Regions from separate parts of the Mus musculus genome. Here region 2 is linked to region 1. The links are chromatin contacts, called in public promoter capture Hi-C maps. All regions are on one chromosome and are shown on one strand. Each heading gives the region's core, a stretch centred on a gene start, on an enhancer-like site or on the middle of the called end of the contact. The rest is flanking DNA. Distances are from core to core; before and after follow the strand shown. Region 1 overlaps Tbcd (tubulin-specific chaperone d). Region 2 overlaps Tbcd (tubulin-specific chaperone d).

The links. Capture Hi-C pulls out chosen DNA fragments and counts their contacts.
Region 2: a contact with region 1 is called in a promoter capture Hi-C map of pancreatic islet. The contact joins two enhancer-like sites. A contact is called at or near these places in 2 of 15 datasets of contacts at CTCF or cohesin (embryonic stem cells and pro-B cells), 41 of 484 Hi-C or Micro-C datasets (the 3T3-L1 cell line, B cells, CD4 T cells and 23 more), 2 of 115 datasets of contacts at active chromatin or transcription factors (bone marrow-derived dendritic cells and stem cell-derived neural progenitor cells) and 3 of 9 other capture datasets (adipose tissue, liver and pancreatic islet).

Annotation. Positions count from the first base shown.
Region 1 is chr11:121,473,872-121,478,576 of GRCm38.p6, reverse strand. It overlaps Tbcd (tubulin-specific chaperone d), which reads right to left. Exons shown (of 39, transcript NM_029878.4): 7 at 2,906-3,038. Among named protein-coding and RNA genes, the nearest start is that of Tbcd, 24 kb to the right of the region's middle. Within about 2 kb of position 2,471, at least 55 of the 459 cell types and tissues checked have an H3K27ac peak or open chromatin away from gene starts, as enhancers often do.
Region 2 is chr11:121,603,644-121,608,348 of GRCm38.p6, reverse strand. It overlaps Tbcd (tubulin-specific chaperone d), which reads right to left. Exons shown (of 39, transcript NM_029878.4): 33 at 4,613-4,705; 34 at 3,009-3,086. Among named protein-coding and RNA genes, the nearest start is that of B3gntl1, 67 kb to the left of the region's middle. Within about 2 kb of position 2,513, at least 14 of the 459 cell types and tissues checked have an H3K27ac peak or open chromatin away from gene starts, as enhancers often do.

The sequences.
Region 1 (4,705 bases), core at 1,222-3,721:
TGACACAAACCTTTAATTCAAGCCCTCTGGAGGTACAGGTGGATAGAGCTCTGAGTTCAAGCCCAGCCTGGTCTACAAGAGTTCTAGGACAGTCACAGCTACATAGAGAAACCCTGTCTCAAACAAACAAACAAACAAATGGAGTGGGAACTGGGTGGGTGTGGGATGGATGGGTGGAGAGAAGACAGCAGGTCGGGCAGGGAGGCAGAGATAGATCAGTTGGTCAAGTTTAGACTGAGTTCAATCCCTGGAACCGAATGAGGGACACAGAAAACGTTCAATAAGTTGTTTCGAACTCTTTATTGTTGTTGCTGCTGCTGGGCTCAAAAGATGGCTCAACAATTAAGAGCATTTTGGTCTCCACACAGGCAATAAGCAAATATAAAAAGAAAAAAAAAATTTTAAAGATTCATGCCAAAAATATTAAGAACCTACTTACACCCAAATCTTTCAAATAAACTATTTCTATCTACCTATTCATCAGAATTACCTAAAACACAAATGTACAACACCTACCACGATTTATAAATCAACTGTGACCTCTGCCCCACTCTTTCCTCTTCCTTCCTCACACTACCTTTCAGGGTAAGCCACAACTTGCACTAACCTCTACTGCTACAATCAAAATGGAAATCACAATAAAACCTCTGTAGTTGCCTCTCCCCACAGCTAGAACAAAGGCCTCCCAAGGTATGGGCTGTACAGCTGAATCTGCAAACCCCAAAGATATCTACCATAGGCAGAACCTCACATCTCATCAATAACTTAGTTTGTGTATGTGCTCATGTGCGTACCACAACTGATAAGTGGGGGCAACCATAATTTTTCTTTATTTCTAATTTTTATTTTATTTATCTATTTTACTTTTTTATTTCTATTTATGGATATATGTATGTGCATCTGGGTGTATACGCACATGTGTGTGTAAGTGCTCTCAGAAGCCGAAAGATGACATCCAGATCGCCCAGAACTAGTTACAGGGTGTTCTGTATGTACCTCCTAACTTGGGTGCGGGGAACTGAACTAGGGTCCTCTGGAAAAGCAGCAAGTGAGCCATCTCTTGGGCCCCACAACTATAATTAAAAAAACAAAACAAAAACAAAAAGAACTTCAAAAACAAAATACTATAGTTAAACAAAGGGAAAAAAAACAACTCTCAGGGGCTGGGTAAGGATAGATAGTTCAGTACTTGCCTGTCATGTTTAAGGGTCTTGGCTTGACACCCCAGCACTACCAAAAAGAAAAGGGGGGGGGTTGTTCTATGTGCTGAGGAAAACAATCTATTACTATACACAAATAGAGAAACACCTACTGATACATACCCAAAATAATTATAAATTTTTAAAAACCTATTTTATGTTCCCCAGTAGCATTAATCACAACAGTCAAAAACAGTCACATAATGAAACAGTTTCGGCCTGCGAAAAAGTAGTGAAGAACTGACGCGTGCCTGCCACAGGGTGGGCAGACCCTACAGACGCTGTGCTCAGGGAAAAGAGCCTATCCTACATAAAAGTCACCTCCCAGACAGGTGAGCTCAGTGCCACTGGCCTGTGGAGTATGATGCAGTGTGTATGCGGAATGGCATACTGAGAAGAGACAACGGTGGCTATACAACTCTGTAGACCTAACAAAATGAACTAACGCCCATCTGGAGCCGCCAAGTCTTCAGAGAGAGCAGCAGAGCAGAAGCTCAGGTCTTAAGAAACATTTTATTTTCCCAGGCCTCCCTCTTGCATGTTTTGAATGGCAGGCCTCTGAAAGGCAATGGCAATATCACTGAAAATAAAGAGACACCAGCCGTTTCTCATCCCCACAACCAGGATACACATTCAGCTGCAGAGGCACATGGAGTAGGTCCAGAGAGCCTCGACTTGCCTTCCCGTCCCAGGTTGCATGTCCCCTTCCCAGGGCTGTTGGCACCTGCCCTGATACCTCCCACCCTGCATCAGGACCTGTATTAAGGAGTAGTACAAAAAGCCAAACTCAGTATGACTGGTTGCCTTCAGACTTCTCCAAAGGATCCTACTTCTAAGTGACATGTCAGCTCCCTTTGCCTTCAAGACAAGGACAAGAACTACTGTCAAATCGCATCCAGTGTAATCAAAGAAAAACAAGGAAGAGGTTTCTGACCCTGGAGCCGCACAGTTTCAGAAGGCTATCTGCACCCTCCAGAATGCCAAACCCTAGAAACCAGGGCCTTATACAGCTATCCATGCCTTCGTCCAAAATACTGACTCTTAATACCATGGCCTCAGAGAGTCTCTGTAACCTTGTAAACATTAACCCTAGAGACAGACTTGGAGAGGCACCATGACCTTCTTAATGCTGACCATCAAAACCAAACAAAGCCTTAGGGGGTCCATCTGTGACCTCCGGAATACTGGTCCAGGAGCTTCCTAGCCTTGTTAATAGGGCCATGTCCTCTGAGATTTCACACCAGAGTGGTTCTCCTTGTCAGTACTAAAAAGCCATACAACAGACAAGCAGAGAAGACCAGCAATAGGAAGGATGGGCACAGTGGGCATCTCCAGACGGGCCCCAGTGTCTGTATTTAAACTCGGGAACTAGAAATTTTGTAACCCACGTAAGCAAACAGGTTTCAAGCCCTCTGCCTTCTTTCACTTGGGCTGGTTTCACTGCTTTACGACAAAAAAACTAAAGGCTGCAGTTCTGCAGGCGCCGCTGCCCTCTAGTGGTGAAGCACAGTTCTTCAGCTTTCTCCTGGAAGCCACCACTCCAGTCCAGCCTTACACACTAAGCACACAGCAGTGGAAAATGAAACCACAACCCTGTAATGCAAATTAATCCTACCAGGTTCCCGTAATTCAAACACAGAGTGAATGGAACCAACAGTTTGGGCACAGTGCTGGAGCTCCACATGCTGTCCCGGGGCAGGGCTCACCAGGGCCTGCAGCATCCCATCCATGGTAATGACACCCTCGATGGTCTGGAAGGAAGAGTGGGCCAAGGTGCAAAGGCTCCAGTCCAGAAAGCTGGCCATCTTTCTCTGCTTGACATCGGGACGTGTGATAAATCTACAGGGGAACGCAAACACACAGGAGATGCTCAGTAAGACTCCAATGCTGAAAGCTCACCCACATCCCACCACACACCACACACCACACACATTTCCTCCCAGTCATCTTAGATCCCTGAACAGGTTAGGTCAGATGCCTGCATCTCTCTCTCTCTCTCTCTCTCTCTCTCTCTCTCTCTCTCTCTCTCTCTCTCTCTCTCTCTCTCTCTCTCTCTCTCTCAGAAACCAAATCCCTGACCACCATGGCCCAGCAGCTGATTGCCCATCAGGATCTCTCAAAAAGTTACTCAGAGGCCTCACCACCCTACCTCCTTCCCTCCTGGGCCCCAACTAACCACCAGCTTTACAAATAGATGGGCATCGTTAACCCACCACAGCCAGGGAACATCTACATGCTTCTCAGCTCTGACTCCTTCCAAGTATCTCCCTTAATCTCAAGATATATCCTCCACAACCTAATCCAACAACCAACCCCGACCCAAGGACCTTCCTCTACCACAACCTCATGTTGCACAAGCCTGTTTCCTTCCACCCAACATCTGGCTGACAATGTGAACCCAGACCTCTGACTCAGTGACTCTAGACAGATCCTATAAGGGAGGAAACACACAAAGGAAGGGAAGGAGAGGGGAAGAAGAGTAAGGGGAAGAAGGAGGAAAAGAGGGGGAAAGGAGAAGGAAGGGAGGAAGGGAAGGTGCTGCGTCCCCAAAGGCAGCTCAAGGACAATCTCAAGGGGCCTTGCCCAGGAGAAGCTGAACAAGAAGAGACACAGCACAGCCAGTGGGAAAGATCTGTGTCGGGGAGGGGGAGGGGGGAGCTGACAGGAAATGTGCAGGGATAAGTACAGGGACCAGGAACCAAAGGACCCAAGCAGGCAAGTAGCAGGTTTATGACTGTCCTGGCTAGTCTCATGTAGGAGCATGGACAAGGCTGTGCCAGCAGGTAGCCAGAAGGTAGTTCCTTCTGAGTAGTAGAACTGTATGCCCAGAAGGGAGGCTATGAGTCCTGGGAACAGAGGGGTTCACTTTAGGGTATTCCACATGCAATACCCATTAGGGAGTCATACGAAGCACCAGGCACAGGAGAGTCAGCACTGGGATTCTGACATCCACTCGCCCTCTAGTGCCCTGACCATCTACACTGGAACCTAAACCTAGTCGTCCAGAAGGCAGTTAGAGCTACATCCACTCTCTGCACAAACAAACCCTCTCAGCACATACTGGTTGGTACTAGCATACGATGCTCCAGCCCCTCCCAGAATATGTACAGCCAAGCACATGTGGACAGCTGGCGCCCTTCGCCATCCTATGAGTTAAAGACTCAACTCCTGTGGGTCACACCTCATAAGACATGCTCAAGGGTTTAAATCCCCTATTTCCTTTTTATTTATTTATTTATTTATTCATTCATTCATTCATTCATTCATTCATTTATTTATTTACTGTATGAGTATACTGTAGCTGTCTTCAGACACACCAGAAGAGGGTATCAGATCCCATTACAAATGGCTGTGAGCCATAATGTGGTTGCTGGGAATTGAACTCAGGACCTTTGGAAGAGCAGTCAGTGCTCTTACCCGCTGAGCCATCTCTCCAGCCCTATTTCCATACAACATGGTCCAATTCTTGCCTGACCTCAGTGTCACCTGTTCACTCCAGTGGGAGC
Region 2 (4,705 bases), core at 1,264-3,763, 130 kb before region 1:
AAGTGCTACCATGTGGAAAGAAACCATGTGATGGGCCTAGGTTACAGAGGAGTCCTAGTCAGCCCCAATGATAATATGAATTCGGAGCTGCTACACTCCAGGACAGTCCAGGACAGCAGCTCCCAGGTCACCCTGCCTGGTCCAGGTCACAGGAGTCCAGTCCTTCCCTGACTAGCTCCCTAAAGTGCTTACTGGGCACAGAATGTCGTATGGCTTAGAGCTGTGGTCATTGTCATTCCCAGCTTGCATAGGACTCTACACCCTCAGTTTGTCTTCCTACAGGGCATATGCATAGTTCTAATGCTCTTCTAGACATAACACATACAGTCTATGATCTCATTAGGACCCTTCAAGTCTACATTCAGCTTTGTGGTCCCTAGCAACCCTGTGAGTTTATACACCAGCATTCCTGAAAGACTTCCAATGAGCTAATCCAAGAGGCATGAGCCCTCAATGAATAGGGTCTAATCTCTGCCTGTCTAAGTGAGGTGTCCTGTCTTCCTTCCAGGTTCTCCCAGCATCCCTCATGCTTCCTGTTACAGGGTACGGCTGGCATACCCCACCCTTCCCCCAAGGTGCCTGTACTGGCTAGTTTTGTGTCAACTTGACACAGCTGGAGTTATCACAGAGAAAGGAGCTTCAGTTGAGGAAATGCCTCCATGAGATCCAACTGTAAGGCATTTTCTCAATTAGTGATCAAGGGGGTAGGGCCCCTTGTGGGTGGGACCATCTCTAGGCTGGTAGTCTTGGGTTCTAGAAGAGAGCAGGCTGAGCAAGCCAAAGCAAGCAAGCCAGTAAAGAACATCCCTCCATGGCTTTTACATCAACTCCTGCTTTCTGACCTGCTTGAGTTCCAGTCTTGCATCCTTTGGTGATGAACAGCAGTATGGAAATGTAAGCCAAATAAACCCTTTCCTCCCCAACTTGCTTCTTGGTCATGATGTTTGTGCAGGAATAGAAACCCTGACTAAGACAGTGCCCTTCTGTATATAGTCCACCCACTTTAGCTAAGCGAGTCCTTTTTACCCTTTACCCCCCGGGGCTCTTGGTCTCCTAGCTCTCCCCTCTCCTTCGCCCCTCTCCTCACAAGGAAGGCCCACTCGGGTCGTGTTCACTTTGGACTCTCCCAGACGTCTCTGCCTCTGTTATTTACAATAAACCTTTTACTCCACCATACCTAGGAGCACTCATGTCCTCCTTTTTTTCTTTTATTTTTCATTCAAGCACTAACTGTACAAAGGCACAGTGAATGGAAATAGTATTAGGAACTCTCGAGGAACACAGAGAGAGGAAAAAGTCCCAGAAATGAAGAAAATGCAATGGAGGAAAATGGTTCTGCTAATCAGACAAAGCATAGAACACACAAAATTACTTTAATAAAAAAACTAGTAAGATTAAATGAAATAGATTTATAGACTTAGTTAAAAGATCAGATTGTCAGGTTGAATTTTTACAAAAGTACATATACTGTTAGCAACTGACATACAAAACAAAACAAACCCAAACATAATAAAAATTAAAACACTACCAAAAAAAAAAAAAAAAAAAAAAAAAAACAACAAAAAAAGCCAAAGAATGTAAGCAGAAACACCTCCAAAAACATCATCATTTGATATTTGAGGCAGCCCTACATTTGTATGTGCCAAAATTCAAAATCCATAAAGAACAAAAAAGAGAAGTAAAAACATTTATATCATTATTTTCCTACTATCTTATTTTGAAATTTTTAAGCCAGAAAAATAGATGTCAAATCCTTAGAGCATTTTCCTAGATGAATCCATCGGTGTGGAGAAGAGCATCCTAGCCGGGCCATGCCCCTGTGAGTGTTCAAGCTACCCGGGAAGGTTTTAGAAAGGCAGTGCTACACAGTGTCAGAGGGAGCCCTGTAGTGTCAGGTGAAACGCCATCTTCAGCATCCAGCAAAGACAGACAGTTAAACAACAAAGACACTACAGACTTCAAGCAAAGCAAGCTGGTCCCCTCCAGCAGCCCTGGGTGTGTGATGCATGCAGGATCTCAAGGCAGAGCGCAGAGACAGTGGAGCGCCTGGCCTTAGGGCTTCACCTGAATGCTGGTCAGCAGTAAGCACAAAGACGAGGCTCAAGATCAAGGGAGAAAACCACACCAAAACCCCATACAAGATCCTATGAAAACTAGGCATAGATCCTCTTAATGGGGCAAACTGGAGTGGGCAAAGACTCAGAGAGGGAGGACATCAACTGAGATCCTCTTGATCTGAATCCACCAGTCAGTATAAAGCAAGATCCAAAACCACCAGGGAGTTTCTAAGCAACAGTAGATGCTCACACATCTTCATGAAATACAAAGCTGTCCAAATCAAGAGAGAATTCAGTGAAGACCATAAGGCATTCATAGAAGCTAAAGTCACCAAGATGGTATCTATCACTCAGTCAGGAAGCGAAGCTGGCACCTAGATGGTTCCAGAGAGCTGTCGTGCACCATGGCTGTCTGCTCCTCTCAACAGGAGGCTAAGGAACCACAAACCACAAAAGTAGGAAGCAGCTGCTTTGTGTGTGCCCTGTGCCCCATAACTTCTGTCCAGCTGGGATGGGCACAGGCATACTCCTGGGTCCCATAACACGGCCCATGCACTGTCCTGTTTCCGTCCAGCCTTATCTCAAGCTCCAACGTCCAGACCTCGCTGCCTACTAGCCCTAGCATGTGAGCCATCTCACCTGGCCAAGTCTACTTTCCCACCTGGAGAGCAGGGCACTACTTCACCCCATCCTGTTGTCTGTTGCCTGAGTTTGCATTGTCTTCTTCTGGGTTCTGAGATCATAATCCAAGTGTTCTGTCTTTAAAATAACAGCCATATTTGGTGGCCAAAGATTTGTATGCACTTGAAAGGTTGAGTGGGCAGAATCACGAGTTTGGAGCTAGTCTGAGCAACACAGTGAGATGGCAAGTCAATCAATCAATAAAATTTTTTTGAGATTTGGGGAACTAGGCTTTGTCGGACAGGGAGCACTAAGCAAGCAGATACTTACTTCTCCTCGGCAGTAAAGATGTCAAAGCACCCATTAGCCAACAGCTGGTCCAGCATTTTCAGCAGTGATACAGACACCCTGAGAGAAGGAGATAAGCAAACATGAGACCCACAGAAACACCCAAGAACCTAGAGACACCCATGTGAGAAACAGGGACGTGCTCTTGACAAGTAAAAACAAAACACAAACCAAAAAACCTAACAACAGTAACAACAACAACAACAACAAAAAAAAACCCTTAACACCATGATAGCCCTTCCTAAATGGGGTAACTCAAGACAGTCCTGTTAAATTCCTAGAATCAGACACACCAGCATTATGCTTACAAGAATGCCAACTGACTATGGAAAATAAGAATATAGCTGGAGACAATGTGGCTTCTTTCGTGAATTACCTACAGCAAAGATAAGAACAAGATTCCTGATGCATAGATGTCAGATGGCCTGGTAGAGTCCAGCATTCACCTGTACACCTTACGGTTTTGACAAGATGCAAAACAAGTGCAGTGGACAGTCCAGCAGACAGTATGAACATCTGAACAACCATTTGCAAAATTAAACAGTTTTGAGTTTGTTTTGTGTGTCCTCAGACTGTAGGGCTGACGATAGAACCTAAAGCTGAACCTTCTGGAGAGTACCAGAGCTCTCAGGGACTTCCAAATTAGGTGGGGATTCCTCAGCAACTGTTTGCTCACTGAAGCCCAGGACAGGTGGTAGCTGGGTCCTTCAAACTACAAATCTGACAGAGACTTGCCCCATATAGTGAAGTCATCCTAAAACAACAGTGAGAAGGAAAGCCCATCTACACAAGCTATGGCAATGAACAGATACTAGGAGGGCAACCGAGTGTCCAACAGCCACCTGAGAGACGGACCACTAATGCTGGTGAGCCATGGAACAGAGGGAGCCAGCATCTTTACATGTAAACAAGCAACCCACGTGACTCAGCTGTCCATTACTCAATGAGTACCCAAGGAAAGAGAATGTGCGTCTACAGAGACTCAATCTCGGAATGTCCACTGTAGCTGTCTGTAGGGCAGGAAATGGGGAATATCCAAACGAGTCAGTTCCTGTCCACAACAGGCCCTGGCCAGGCAACAACAAGGACAGACAGAAGTAACTGTGCTTGTCTGCCAAAGTGAACAGCTGGGAGGGCTCCAAGGAGCAGGAGGAAAACTCGGTGAACGGGAAAGGATCTGTGGAATACGCATCCCAAGGAACCAGGGCACACACTCCGTGTGTTGTCTTTCAGGGCTCTTATGTCTCAGTGGGGCTATTACAGACAAGAAAAGATGGAGAATATTCCTACAGACTAGAGCCTCACTCCACTTCACTTGGTATTCTGCATCTCCACACATACAAAGTCATTTTCCTGCTGAGAGTGCATCAAGGGAAAGGGATTACCAATCAGTGCCAGGCCTAGGGACCAGCAAGACACAGAGGAGATGAATTCCTGGGGTCCGTAGAAGATGAGTGTTGGAGCTAGAACTTGGGAGTTGGCTGGGTCCCGCTCCTCATCTATTATGACAAATGTGTCCCTGGAAGACCTGGACTCTGTGGAAATACAATCAGGTCACAAGTACCCTGTCTGAAGACACCACTCACCTATCATTCAAAAGGTTGTCCTCAAAGACCTTCAGGAGGGTCTCACTGAAGCTCTGCAGGACCTGAGCATCCTTCTGAATCCCCTTCATGTAC